Linked DNA regions of Sus scrofa: region 2 is linked to region 1. The links are chromatin contacts, called in public HiChIP or PLAC-seq maps. All regions are on one chromosome and are shown on one strand. The core of a region is the stretch at or near the end of the contact, and the rest is flanking DNA. Distances in the headings are between cores, read along the strand shown. Region 1 has its middle 360 kb from the start of AKR1E2. Region 2 has its middle 82 kb from the start of KLF6.

Region 1 (3,781 bases), core at 860-3,359:
AGACCACCCCATCAGTCACCCGCACCCCCGTCTCTGTGGACACACGCAGTGGCAACGACGCGGAGGGTCAGCCAATAATCGCTTTATTTGAGCACAGAAAGTTTGACCTGCCGGAGTTTTATGTCAAAATGAAGTAATCTCCTCTTGTGGAAAACAGATTTTATAAGTTAGTTCTTGAACAGTATACAGTAATTACGGGAAAGGAACGAGGCTGTTAAGTAGAAGCAAAGGGGTCATGAGAAAGGAAACGGAAGTAACAAAAAGTGTTTTTAATGTGCAACTTTTCCAGAGGTCCACTCTGTACACAAGGACGCTTGCTCAGTTTCCTACTGATACTGAAACAAATGACCACAAACGTAGCAGCTTAAAACAATGCAAATTTGATGTGTTATAGTTCTGGAGGTGAGACGTCCAGAAGGGGTCTCACTGAGCTAAAATCAAGGGTTAGAAGCGCTGCATTCTCTCCCCAGGCTCTAGGGGAGGGGCTGCTTCCCAGCCTTTTCCAGCTTCTGGGGCACCTGCATCCCCTGGTTCGTAGCCCCATCCTCTGTCTTCAAAGCCAGAAACACAGCATCTTCCAGTCCCCCTCTGCCTCTCACCTCCTCCCTCCCCGTCTCACTCACAAAACCCCTCATGGTTACACTGGACCCTCGACAGTCCAGGACAGTCGTGCCATCCCAAGGTCAGCTGATTGACAAAGTAACTCCTTCTACTGGCTTACTTGCCCTTTGCCTTTATAACTTCACATATTCACGGATTCTGTTAGGGTGGGATGGAGACACCGAAGGCTGGTAGCGTAAGCCGCCCCAGGATACGCCATGGTGCCAAAAGGGTTAATTCGATCTGAAGACAAGTGAGAAGATGTAGATATAAGAAAAGCTCTCTGCCCTCCCCAATTTGCCTAAAAGCAAGAGGTAAATGTGTGAAGGGATCCCCCTCCCCTCTCTACCAGGAAGGATGGAAGCTAATCACCAGGGACCACTCTCCGCCCTGATCAGCCCACAGCCAGCACCAGAGGCGTCTACACGGCAAACCTTACGAACAAACCTTTATGTCCCCGGTGTATCTGCTTTCATAAAATTTGCCGGCCCTAGATCACAAAGTCCCTTTCCTAAGTCTTGTCATGTTTCTGAAAGTGTGTTTTTCTTTCATTACGATGCTCCATAAGCCTAAGTTCTAACCACCCCCTTGACTCACCCACTGCTGAGTTTTCTGAGTCTACGAGCTCTGCACACGTTAATGACTTCTGCCTCTTTTTCCCTGTGAATCTCTCTTCTGTCTGTCTAGTTTGCAAGCCCCGGCCAGGAACCTAAGATGGCCAGAGGAAAAAGAAAATTCTCCTCTTCTACATTTTTGGGGCAGCGCGTTATCTGCCTACCACAGATACCTAGCTTTAAAACTGAGGAGGCTGTTTCGAATTCGTGCGGTTGTGGAATGACCCACTCCACGCGGGTCACTAAGCGCATACTTGGTGCCAGGCGCTGTGCAGAGCCTGGAATCGGAGAGCTGAGCCAGGCAGATGGGGCTCTGCCTTCGTGGAGAGGGACTGAGACGCAGAGATAAGGGAAACACCCAGGAGAGCCACAGAAGCACAGCCAGGGCGACCTCAGCATCCCCAGCAGCCAGCTGAGGGCACGTGGACACGTCTGGTGCATCCTGGTAGATGCCAACAGCTGTATCTGGCTCAGGCCAAGCGGACGGGACGAGCCGTCACAGCACGAGGACCCTGCTCCCTGCAGGGGAGCTGGGATTGACTGGAGAACCACTTTGCTCTCGAAAAGCCCTATTTCCCCAGGCTCCTGCCCCCACCCCCATCACCCTCCTGACCTTTCCTCCCCAAATTCGCAGCCCCCATGTGCCTCCTCCCTTCCTTCTCCAGCCTTTTCTCTCACGGGCCATTCGCAGGGACAAACTGCCTAGAACAGAAAGATAAAACTCTCTTAGAAAAAATAACCAAATTCCACTCTGGTTGCAGGCGGGCCCTGCTCACGGCCCGAGCTTTCTGGCTCAGACGCAACAGCCCCCCGCAGCGACCGTCCCAGGCTCCAGCTTTGCTCCGTGGGACCCACAGCCAAGACCGCTCCTTTCGAGACTCACTCCAGCTGCTGCCGCGCCTGCCAGCCCCTCGCTAACACACCCACGAGACAGAAGGGCTTGCTCAGAGCGGCCCCGGCTGAGATTTCCAGGTGAAGGTGGGGCCCGTCCGAGAAAGAGTTGAACCACTGAATGAGAAAGGCTGATTGAGACACATGAAAGCAATGCTTTCAGCGTCTAGCACCAAAGATTCCGCCAGCCCCGAATTACATTTGTTGAGCATCCCAGCAATGCTGCGATATTTCTGGACGACACCATGCATCCAAGGAAAATATTTAATATATGGATAAATTTAGGAGCTGCTGTTGGAAACAAAAATAGCTAATGTGTTAGGTAATGGTTGTAGATATTAATAGAAAGCACTGCGCTTTCAACGTCCCCTCCTGTGAACAGAGCCCCTGTCCCCGTCGGCGGCACCAACAGCAACCTCTTTCCGATTCCTTCCTCATCCTGTTTTCAGTATTAGTTTTCACTTTAAAATCTCCTTTGCTTCATTATCTACACACGGACTCTTAATCACTAAATAAAGTCACGGAGATTTCAAAGAAAATGAGGAGGAACTGTCAAAGCGCTGGCATTTCTCGGGTTTGCTCTTCATCATCACAAGCCACGCTCCCACACGTGCTCCCAAGGCTCCCTTCCCTTGCGTCTCCCCCTCCTCCTTTTTATTCCTCTTCTCAGCGCCCCCCCGCCCCCCGCTCTTCCGCTGCTGCTTTTTATGAAATGCAAATTTGCTCAGTTGCCCACTATCCATTCAAAGAGCACGTATCTGAAAGCCCGAGTGATGGCTAGCATGTCCAGGGATCGGGACAACCTGGCCTTCCCAGTCCCGTGTCATTGCCTCCAGTAACTCTCACTGGAAAGGGCTGGAAATAACACAGGCTCCACAACAGACAGAGGAATGATTCACGGCTTCTATGGACAAGGTGGATCTGTAGACAGACAGACAGACAGACAGATGAATATAAATACACAGGTTTGACACATCTCCCATGAAAACAACTTCTGCCAAAGCATCTGTTGGGTGGAGTTCCAGTATAACCTGGAGGACCCAGCACACACCCAGGAGTCCGCATCTGCACACCACCAAGCGGCCCAAGTGAGCAGACCGGAAAGTGGAATGGACATTTCAAATATGAGACTGGTCATTTATTTAGAACTAAAACTATCTTTCTCGTGATTAGAATGGACCTATAATTTACACTACAGCCCGAGCTCACACTGACAAGCATGGCAGTCCAAAAATACAGCCTGCCCAGTGACTGAGTCAGCTTTGCAGGGAGGATTAAACTTTCGATGGCCAGTAAAACTGGCCCCAACTTTTCTTTCTTTGGGCAGAAATACGGCGGGGAATGAGCAGCTCTGTGCCATGAATGACTGGCAGACGTGTCTCTTCTTCCTCTTATCTGTGTCTGGCGCTGTGCCAGGTGATACGGGCATGCGCAACGCAGACGAGAGCCTGCCTTCAGAGAGCGGCTCCTGGGAGGGCATGAAAGCCACGGCCGCGGGGCGACCGCCGAAGCAGGAAGAGGGCGCCGAGGAGGTGCCGAGGGCCTGGAGAGTGAGCTCAGGTCGCTCAAGTTCTGCTTCCACTACTGACAGCATACAGGTCTCTACACTGAGCTCACGCATGTGGACCAGGAGCAGTCCTACCATCTCTTGACAGTGCTGAGCCCACGTGACGACA
Region 2 (3,781 bases), core at 605-3,104, 350 kb before region 1:
AACTGAGCCGTGACAGTGACCAAGGCAAACGGAGCTTTAGGGAGAAGACACAGCCTCCTCGAAGACAACAGTCTTGCAAGCTTGAAGGAGAGGCTGGAGAAGCCCCAGCGGGAAGAGAGCAGGTGGAAGGCACGGGGAAGGGGGGAAAGGCGGCAAAGACACCGTCCTCCCCGCTGGACATTTAGGCTACAGACCGAGGAGCTAGGCTAACGAGGTGTAAGTACAGCCCCGCAAAGTTGCAGTGGAGAGTTAATGAGTCAAAAGAAAAGTCGCAAGGAAACCCCAGCCCCTGGTGGTTGGTCTTCACCGCTCACAACGTGTCACATGTGGCCTTAGGCTTTCACGGGAAGTACCTAGAGTCCCCTCGACCGAGAAGCACGATGTTGAGAGTTTCGCGTGGAGGACCAAAAAGCCTTAAAGAGAAGGACTTCGGACCGTCTGGCTCAACGACAAGTGAACACGGTCGGATTTACCAGGTTATCTTGAGTAAAGGCTCTTTGCAGTCGAGTTACCTGAATTAGACAAGTCTTTTCGCTTTTTAAGCTTTAGTAAACACTTCCTCCCACACAGACTCAGAGCCACACTGGCCTCTGATTCTCTGAAAGGGAAACGCCCTGCTCTGAGGTTGGGTCCTGCTGCCCTGATCAGCTTTACGTCTCACTTGCTGGAAGGTCTCTGCGTGGGGCCAGCCGGGCCGATGATGGGGAGTCGGGATAACTCGCCCCCACAGGGGTGGAACGCAGCTCAGAGTCCATCCTTACTCCCGGACTCTTGCCATCTTCACCTCCTGCGTCCACCCTGTACCCACACGGCTGGAAAACAAGGTCTACACGGCTTGTCACTTGCTTTCTGCCCCTTCCCTAGAGCCCACCTGCCCACCCTGCCTGTGTCAGGGCAAGCACCCGCTAGCGTCACGTGTCCCCACAGGACAAATCCTTCTGGGTGCCCCGTTTGGGCCGGTCACCCTCCTCAGCAAGAGCAGAGACTGACATTAGGCTTCCTTTCTGGCATTAAGTTTTCTTTGTAAGCTGGAAGTGCGAGCACTGCTTTACTGGTGCCCAGAGAGAAGGGCGAGTCGGAGAACCTGGTGCTTCTGGGTTTACCTGGGAGCCCACCCCCGCCCAGGGAGTCCATCCTAGAGGTGGAGGCTCCACTGTTTTCAGTCTTTTAAACATCAACTCTTTTTTTTTTTTTTTTTTTTTAAATTGTCTTGGTGTGTACTTAACCACTTAACCTATAGAGGGGTGTTAGTTTCAGGTGTGCAGCGAAGTACATCAGGTTTCCATATACAAATATTCACCCTTTTCAGATTCTTTTCCCGTTGGGTTATCGCACGGCTCTGAGGAGGCTGCTCTACAGCCCGTCCCTGTCACTCATCTATTTACACACAGTAACGTGTGTCTGTCGTCCCAACCTCCTAACGGATCCCTCGCTGACACTTCCCCTTCGGGAACCTTAAGTTTGTTTTTGAAATCTTTGAGTCTCAAATATCAAGTCTCAGGAAATGTCTTCTGAGGCTTTTTTTTTTTTTTCCTGAAATGCTTGCTGATTTTTCTCTCTTTCATATCTCCCCATAACTCAGTACTGGTATTTTTCGAAATTGATAGTTTCTCTCCCTTTGAAGAAATTTCAATGAGCTGAGATTCCTTTTTCTTATTGATCAGGAAGATGCTGCCTCAAGCTGCTTTCCTCTGGAGACGGAGGGGTCACTTTTGTGACGGTTTTGAAAGCAGGAAAATTCCGGAGACCTGGCAAAAAGATCCGACCTCAAGGTCTGCCCGCTTAGAGGGCGTTCTTTAGCGATGAGGTAATGTTTGGTGAGCTTCTAGGTGGGACTGAACTTGGTGACCCGACCTCGCTTGCTGGGGGGTGTTTCACCAGAGTCCACGTCAGCCACGAGGACCCCTGACGACAAGGACGGAGATACTGGTCTGACCTGAAAGGAGGCGTTTTCTAACTGTCCCCAGGCCTTCTCTCCACACTCAAGCTGCAGAGGCTTTTCCCTCGCCCTCCCTCTGGCTTTTCCTATTACGAATCGAAGGCAGGAAGGGAAAGATGGCTCAGGTCCTTTCTTTCAAACCCCTACTTTCAGATTGGCAGCCAGCAGCAGAGATAAATGAGTCACTTATTACCGACGTCACAGGGAACTCCAGGCCACAGATACTGTGCAGGGTTTGAAACAGGAGACAGAGAGCATGTGATTAAAGCTGCTCGCTCCATTTAATGACAAGACCCACAACAGACAAGGAATCAGGAGGCACGACAGACGCTCCTCCTTGAGCCACAGAACGAGGGGATAAGGGGACTGGGCTTCAGGAGTTAATGGGCAATGATCCACGGGGTGGGGCGGGGGGGGGTCTCCCTCTGCTTGTCAGTACATTCCATGAAGCCTTACTGCACCCTGGGGGCAGAGCCACCCAGACCGTGAAACACCTTCTGTTGCAGGCTGAGTGGCCTCATTTCCAGACCCTTACCACACATGCTCAAAGCGGTTTGCTGGGTTGCCCACTTTATTTAAGCCATCATCTCACATTTCTAGACATTCCCGGAGACGCCTGTGAATTCAAGGTAGGCGAGGAACGTGGTAAATTAGAACAAGTCCACCTTTCCCTCGAAGGAGAATTTCCTGGCAAAATTGAGCCTTGGGGTCAGTTATAGTCAGGGCATTCCCAAGGCTGGATGACCTCCCAGCCTAAGTCTGCCCCCGGACACAAACCGGTCTCCCCAGACTCCCCTGCCCTGCTCCTTTTTGCTCCTGAGGCTGCTAATCATTTATTAGTCAAATATGCTTGGTAAGGAGTTCCTGCTGTGGCGCAGCAGATGAAGAATCTGACTGCAGCAGTGCAGGTCACTGCTGAGGTATGGGTTTGATCCTTGGCCCTGTGCAGTGAGTTTAAGGATCCAGCGTTTCTGCAGCTTTGGCTTAGGTTGTGGCTGTGGCTCAGATTCAATCCCTGGCCTTCCCTATGCTGTGGGCGTGGCTGAGAAAAAAATGCGTGAAGAATAACCATTGGCTATAGTCACCAAGGAGGTCAAATCACCATCCTTGACCTCAGGACCAGTCGTCGAGGACCTGATAAAGTTATCGGCTACTTCTACCCAGTCAGAGGGCTTGAGGGTGGGTGCCAGGGGGCTCCCTGCGGGCAAGGTCACAACCCACCAGCTTTGCAGCCTCTGTGCTTAGTCTCGCACCTGGCACATTGACCTCTGTGGATACACGTGACTTCAGTAAGGAGCGAATTGGAGCAACACGATAGGGAGCTATTTTCTGGGGCGCTTATCTCCGGGCATGGTGACCCTGACAGGCGACCAAAGGTACGGAGATCTGCTTAATGCACACTCTGACGGTGACAGCCGAACGGCATGGCAGGCAGCAATTTTTTACCAAGGGACAAGGGGGTGGGGTCTAGGAAAAGGGGGGTGGAAAAAAAAATTATAGAGATGGAATTGTTCCTTAAAATTATATCTTCACGTTTATTTTTGCAGGTGTCATTGTACATGTGGAACCTGAAATACTGAGTTTCTTTGTACATCAGAACTAAATATCCCGTTTTACTGCTGCATCCACTGCTGATGTCTTTGAAGCCTTGCAAGAAGAAAATCACTACCTTACGAGCAGTCTTAACTGAATCAGCTATTTTGCACCAATCAAAAATGTATCTATTTTTATCAGGATACAAAAAAAAAAAAAACCCAATACGTCTATAAGTAATACAAAGTTGAGGATACAGGTGCTAATTGATTGACATCCCCTAAGAGCACCGCCTCCCACCTCCGCACA

Evidence for each region. HiChIP or PLAC-seq counts read pairs in DNA pulled down with a chosen protein or histone mark.
Region 2: a contact with region 1 is called in an H3K27ac HiChIP or PLAC-seq map of skeletal muscle, with 4 times the contacts expected there. The contact joins two enhancer-like sites. A contact is called at or near these places in 4 of 47 Hi-C or Micro-C datasets (fetal heart ventricle, heart right ventricle, skeletal muscle and 1 more) and 2 of 2 datasets of contacts at active chromatin or transcription factors (alveolar macrophages and skeletal muscle).

The regions. Positions count from the first base shown.
Region 1 is chr10:66,051,204-66,054,984 of Sscrofa11.1, reverse strand. No RefSeq gene overlaps it. Among named protein-coding and RNA genes, the nearest start is that of AKR1E2, 360 kb to the right of the region's middle. Within about 2 kb of position 2,109, at least 13 of the 83 cell types and tissues checked have an H3K27ac peak or open chromatin away from gene starts, as enhancers often do. A contact at or near this core is called in skeletal muscle, where this site is marked.
Region 2 is chr10:66,404,509-66,408,289 of Sscrofa11.1, reverse strand. No RefSeq gene overlaps it. Among named protein-coding and RNA genes, the nearest start is that of KLF6, 82 kb to the left of the region's middle. Within about 2 kb of position 1,854, at least 28 of the 83 cell types and tissues checked have an H3K27ac peak or open chromatin away from gene starts, as enhancers often do. A contact at or near this core is called in skeletal muscle, where this site is marked.